2 separate regions of the Mus musculus genome follow, and region 1 is linked to region 2. A link is a contact called in public HiChIP or PLAC-seq data. All regions are on one chromosome and are shown on one strand. Each heading gives the region's core, a stretch centred on a gene start, on an enhancer-like site or on the middle of the called end of the contact. The rest is flanking DNA. Distances are from core to core; before and after follow the strand shown.

Region 1 (2,892 bases), core at 223-2,722, 130 kb after region 2:
CTGGTGTACTTACTAAATTTATTACAGAATTCCTTTTCATCTGGCACGTGACTCTCATGTTCACTTGCCAGCTTGGCCCTGGCTCCGACTTTAGACTATCTCCTAAAAGCTTTCATATTTTCATGAGAATGGCACAGTCACAGATGAGCTGGACTTGAACAAGACATAAAACAGATCTTCAGTCTAACTCAGCACGACATAGCACTGCTGTGCTGCTGCTGTGAGTCACGTTAGTGGAAGGATTTAGGCAGGTAAGTCCTCCATAAAAATTCTTCTCGTGCTCTTCAGCTCCAGGATGCTGGATTTTAAGAGTAATTGTGATATTTTTCCAAGATCTAGATTTAAAACTCTGTGTCTAATATTGGTTTTGAAGGGCATTTGCCCAGTGGCCTACTTCTGATTTAGGAGTAATTCTAGGTCATGAGCATTGCCGTAATCCATCATTGAACTTCTCTAGGACAGAGACCCCTACATGCATCCTAAGGCTGGTCCAGTTCTTAATCTCCATTCTTTTCTTACATGGTATGGATATCACATTCTCTTTGCTCTTCCACACAACTGTATTATCTCTATCTCATTTTACATATGCCCTTAAATACTTTAGGTAAATTTCCCTGTTGTCATCATTGGAGATTTAATGATGGGCATAAGATATAAGAGTCTGTGTTCCTCCACCACTGAAGAGATGCACCAATGTAAAGGTCCTTCACCATCACCATACTTATAAGTAACCATGAGAACACAAGCTCCAGAAAAAACAGTGAGAAGGTTTAAATGGAAAATGAAATGTTAGAAACTCACATTTTTGATAGATTTAAAATTGTGTGGGAGAGGGAAAGGCATCAACAAAACTTTAGCGAATATCAATTAAATTATTTCACTGCAGTGATCAGAGAAAGAAAGAAAACAAAGACACCTAAGGCATCAAAAATGTTCTTTAGTGATTGAGCCCCAGAAAGAAAGGAAAGAGAATTTCCTTGAAGAAATAATGGATGAAAAAAACCAAATGTGATCAGAGCAGTGATACATAAGACCCCAGTTCAGCAGACCTCAGAAGGGTAAACAACAAGGTCAAGAAAGCCATGCTGAGGTATTGTCACAATCAAATTATTGAAAACTGAAAATACGAGGTGAGAATTCCACACCAGCTCAACTGAACTGTAAAAACACAAGATGACATCTACAGCTGAGGGGACTTGTAGCTGAGGAGAAGGAGGAACCTCAGGAATGTCATGTGTGTCATTAAATACTGAAAGGGAGTCTTTGTTTAGCATTGTAAAATTTATATAGATGAGAATAAACAAAAATAAAATATTAGGGTGCGTTTTACAACACACACACAGACAATAAAAAGTCCTCAGATTTAGTGTGGCCATGACATTATTTATGACTCCGGTCTCTGTTGACCCTAATGATGACTCAGTCTGTGTTGACTGTGATGTGATGACTTGTGTCTCTGTTGATTGTGACAAAGTGACTCAGGTCTCTGTTGATTGTGACATGGTGACTCAGATCACTGTTGACCATGAGGGGATGACTTGGGTCTCTAATGATTCTGATGTGATAACTCAGATCTCTGTTGACTGTGACATGGCGATTCAAGTCTCTATTGATTGTGACATGGCAACCTGGGTCTCTGATGATTGTGACATGATAAATTGGGTCTCTGTTGATTGTGATGTGATGACTTGAGTCTCTGTTTATTGTGACATGGTGACTTGTGTCTATGTTGATTGTGATGGGATGACTCAGGTCTCTGTTGATGTTGACATAGTGACTCGGGTCTTTGTTGATTGTGACATGGTAACTTGGATCTCTGTTGATTGTGAGATGATGACTCAGGTCTCTGTTGACTGTAACAAGGTATCTCAGGTCTTTGTTGATTGTCACATGATAACTTTGGTCTTGTTTGATTGTGACATAGTGACTGGCATCTCTGTTGATTGTGACATGATAACTCCAGTATCTGTCTTGCTTTTGGGCTACTCACTCCATTTGTTCTTACTGACTTTCTTTCTAAGATCACATTTTCAGTCTTTTCTATTACCTTTTATATCCATAATTGCTTGCATCATTTTTTATGTCTCCTCTGGGGATTAAAATGCATACTTTTAACCTCCCATACCCCAATTTGAATGACTATTATAATGCTTATGGGAGAAAGGTATTTGATAAAAGTCACTATTTCTCTATGACTACGTGTTGCTCCAGCAGATGACCTGGAGTTCCCAGGACTCACAAGGTGGCTCACTACTATGTGGAACTACAGTTCCAGAGGATCAGATACCTCCTCTTGGTCTCTGCAGATGTTGCATGGATGTGGTGCACAGACATACATGAAAGGAAAAATTCATGTACATAAAATAAAAATAAATAAATCAAGGACTGTAGAGATGGCTCAGCAGTTCAGAGCACTTTTTGTTCTTGCAGAAGATACAAGTTCCCCAGCACCCACGGTGGCTCACAGCTGTCCACAACTCCAGTGTCAGGGGATTCAGTGCCCTCTTCTGATACCTGCAGGTTCAGGGCACACATGTAGTGCATAAACATACTTGTGAGTAAAACAGCCATACACATAAAATAAAATAAATAGTTTAAAATACCTAAAAATAAATCTTTAAAAGATTCCTGAAATGTAGAAACTGGAAGGAAATTTCTCAATAATAAAATAAGAATCTTAAAATAACATCATGAAGCTAACATTATACAATGGTGAGAGAAATCTCTTCAGATCAGTAACAAAAGAAGACAGGTTTTGTCTTCATTATTTGCATTCAGATTGTATTGGACACTTAAGGAAAATGAAACAAACAAACAAAAAACCCAAAAATATAAAAATGGAAGGGAGTGTGTGGAGGTGAGGAGGAGTGGAAGGACAGTCTGCATGAGGAG
Region 2 (2,970 bases), core at 141-2,640:
ATTGTAATGGAAGACATACATTACTAGCATATAACTTTTCATATTTTTGGAGGATGAGAAGGACCTACACAATTACTAATTATATATTCCTAAATTTTCTCCAACAAATTAAGAATCATTTAAATATATTGACAAAAACTCATTGGAGGTTTTTTGGGGCCAAAATGAAGACTCTTGGTAAATGTTCTTAAAGTTGCAAATTCTAGCCTCACTTTGTTTCTTTTTTTTTTAAACCTATTTTATTATAAAGCAATCTCTTGTTCTTTTATATTAAAACATCCATCACCAGTTGTACAGAAGGGAAACTAAGCAAGGGAAAGTTGTGAAACAAGACCCTAATTTCTTGTACATACAACACCCTGGGAATCAGGTGAACCAGTACTGGACAAATTCAACAGACAAGTAAAGAAAATATAACCAGGTTCCAGTGGTTGAATAGAAGAGAGACAGAAAGTTATCTAATTGCTCATCAGTTAAGAAAAGTTTCAAAACTAGTAAGGGTAATTGTTAGAGAGGGCACAGGGGTTATAACTCATGGTGCTTGGGCAGGGTAGGAGGGTGAGCGTCTCTTGGCAATCTAGAGTGGTTTCTTTTAAAACTGGCATTTTAACTCCTAAGAGTGTGTCCCAAAGAAACACAAATGTCCATAGCAATTTATGCCTCTTAAGCAAAGTATTTATAATAATAAAAAAATTGAAAACAACCCACAAATCTTACAATAGGGGTGTCTGTTTTGATAATTAATTTGATACTCATGTTCTGAAATATAGTTTTAAGAATGACATGGTAGAATAGAATTTGACACCATGAAAAAGCTTAGAGTATGTTATTATGTGAAAAGAAGGGAAGACTACAAAGCAATATCCACAGCATGGCTCTCATATTGTAATAAAAGCACACAAAACATTGGAATGGCAAGAGTCGCTGTTTTGAGTTGCCAAAATTATACATGATTACTTTGTATTTTATGGCATTATTTAAATGTCCTATAACAGCCTTATTATTGACTTTGTGATATGAATGAAAAAATAAATAATATGAAAATGACTCAAATGTCTGATTACTTAGTGGCAAATCATTTATGCATTTTGGAATTGAGACTGTCTAAGAAATCAGATGAGTACAGTCAAATTTAGTCCAGGTGGGGAATTTGTGATATCCAGATCTTGGTGGTGGTAGCATCTTCGGTGAAGGTTTTGTTATTTTGCCTAACAAAGACTGATGGAGAAGCAAAGGTATTAGTCATTTTGAGCATTTGGCACGTTTCCAAAACACTGAGTCAATCTAATGTAATTACTTTTTCATAATTATCGTCTCAGAAGTGCTTAACTTTAGTTCTGACTAATCTTTAGTCAGTGCCTTACGTTTCCTGCTTGTGAACTTGGGGGCAGAGGGGACAGCAAATAAACACTGAGGCGCATTGGTTACCTACTATTTAAAGAGAACCCACAGGGATTAGTTATTTGAAGTGAATTTTTTTTTCTGGTTATAGAAGCAATGACTATTGATGTCTGTTTTGCTTTGCTTATATCATGGTTGCTTAAGTGAGGTCCTCTGGCATGCCTGGGTAATCAGTGCCCCCAGAATGGCTCTTGGCTACAAGCCACAGTGACCTCTTGGGGGAGATCCAATAACAATAGCAACAACATGCCCTAAAACAGAACTGTGCTAAGTCCCAGAGCTCTGTGCTGTGATGTTGCTATTTTCAACCACTATGGGTAGCTTTGAAAAATTGATTCTTAGATTCTTTTTACTGAGGTTCAAGGGTATTTTTATTTTCCTTTCTAAATTGCCTAAGGCTCTGGAATCTCTGTTTGTCTTATTTTGGCGGTGACTATAATTCTAATGGAGCATGTAATGTGTGCAATGTCTACTTTTCTGCCAGTTTTGAATTATGCAAGGAATTGGCTTAAACAGAGTTAAAATAGTATCAGTGCACAAAGTATTTAGTGAGTATTAAAAAAAATCTGTGCTTTATGAGTTGACTTTATTTTTACTCTTCTAGAAGTTGCATAAATGTCCAGCTTTTGCATTTTCTGGTAATATTTTCATTTCCATCCTTTATGCCTGTAGACTACTGGTTTATCAGGCTGAGTCTTCAGGTAGCTTGCTATCACATGCAACCCAGAAGTTCATTCTCATGGTTCCACTGAAGCAGAGAGAAACAGCTTCTACAATCCTCCCAGGACTCTCAGTCTCCAGCTAGGGTCATGACTGCAGGCGATGATGCCTGAACACAAACTTCTGTGTAGCTCCACCAGAGTCATGTACTATTCCCAACCTCTCAACAGAATAAGGCTGTGCCAAAAAAAGGGGTTAGGTGGAGATTTATATAAAGACATGATGTTTGAGGGCACAATACCTCTCAGAAGGCTAAGGTCATAGCCCAGCAACAGGGTTTTCATAGGCCATAGCTCATAACTACTGCCATCTGCTGTGAGAGAGACTTGTGCTCAAAGAAACCTGGACTTGTGTTCAAACTGTCACTGGAAGGATGAATGTTTTGAAGATGGTGATATGACCCAAAGCAATCTACAGTATCCATGTAAGCTCATAAAAATTACAGTGATATTCTTCATAGATTCAGATTAAATTCTAAAGTCTGTTTGGAAATACTTAAGACCACAGGTAGCCAATGCACTTCAAAATAAAAGGCATGCAGCTGGAAACATCACACTACTCACCTCAAAATACACCACAAAAGTGTAGTGACAAAGCCAATATGGTCCCGAACAACATCAGACATGTACACAGACCAATGCAACACTACAGAAGATTCAGAGGCAAACTCACACACCTGTCACCATCTAATTATTTATACAATGATACAGAAACCACATACCAGCAAAAGAGAGCCTTGACAATCAATGGCGCTGGTAAAGCTGGATGTCCATCTGCAGAAGAATCAAGTTAGCACTAGATCTTTCTGCCTACAAAATCAGCTGAATCACAGATCTTAATATCAAACTG

Evidence for each region. HiChIP or PLAC-seq counts read pairs in DNA pulled down with a chosen protein or histone mark.
Region 1: a contact with region 2 is called in an H3K27ac HiChIP or PLAC-seq map of a colorectal cancer cell line, with 2.6 times the contacts expected there. The contact joins two enhancer-like sites. A contact is called at or near these places in 1 of 15 datasets of contacts at CTCF or cohesin (the NIH/3T3 cell line), 2 of 484 Hi-C or Micro-C datasets (group 2 innate lymphoid cells and nephron progenitors) and 2 of 115 datasets of contacts at active chromatin or transcription factors (a colorectal cancer cell line and pancreatic cancer cells).

What each region holds. Positions count from the first base shown.
Region 1 is chr5:101,249,154-101,252,045 of GRCm38.p6, forward strand. No RefSeq gene overlaps it. Among named protein-coding and RNA genes, the nearest start is that of Gm36851, 11 kb to the left of the region's middle. Within about 2 kb of position 1,473, at least 15 of the 459 cell types and tissues checked have an H3K27ac peak or open chromatin away from gene starts, as enhancers often do. A contact at or near this core is called in a colorectal cancer cell line, where this site is marked.
Region 2 is chr5:101,119,406-101,122,375 of GRCm38.p6, forward strand. No RefSeq gene overlaps it. Among named protein-coding and RNA genes, the nearest start is that of Gm36851, 120 kb to the right of the region's middle. Within about 2 kb of position 1,391, at least 10 of the 459 cell types and tissues checked have an H3K27ac peak or open chromatin away from gene starts, as enhancers often do. A contact at or near this core is called in a colorectal cancer cell line, where this site is marked.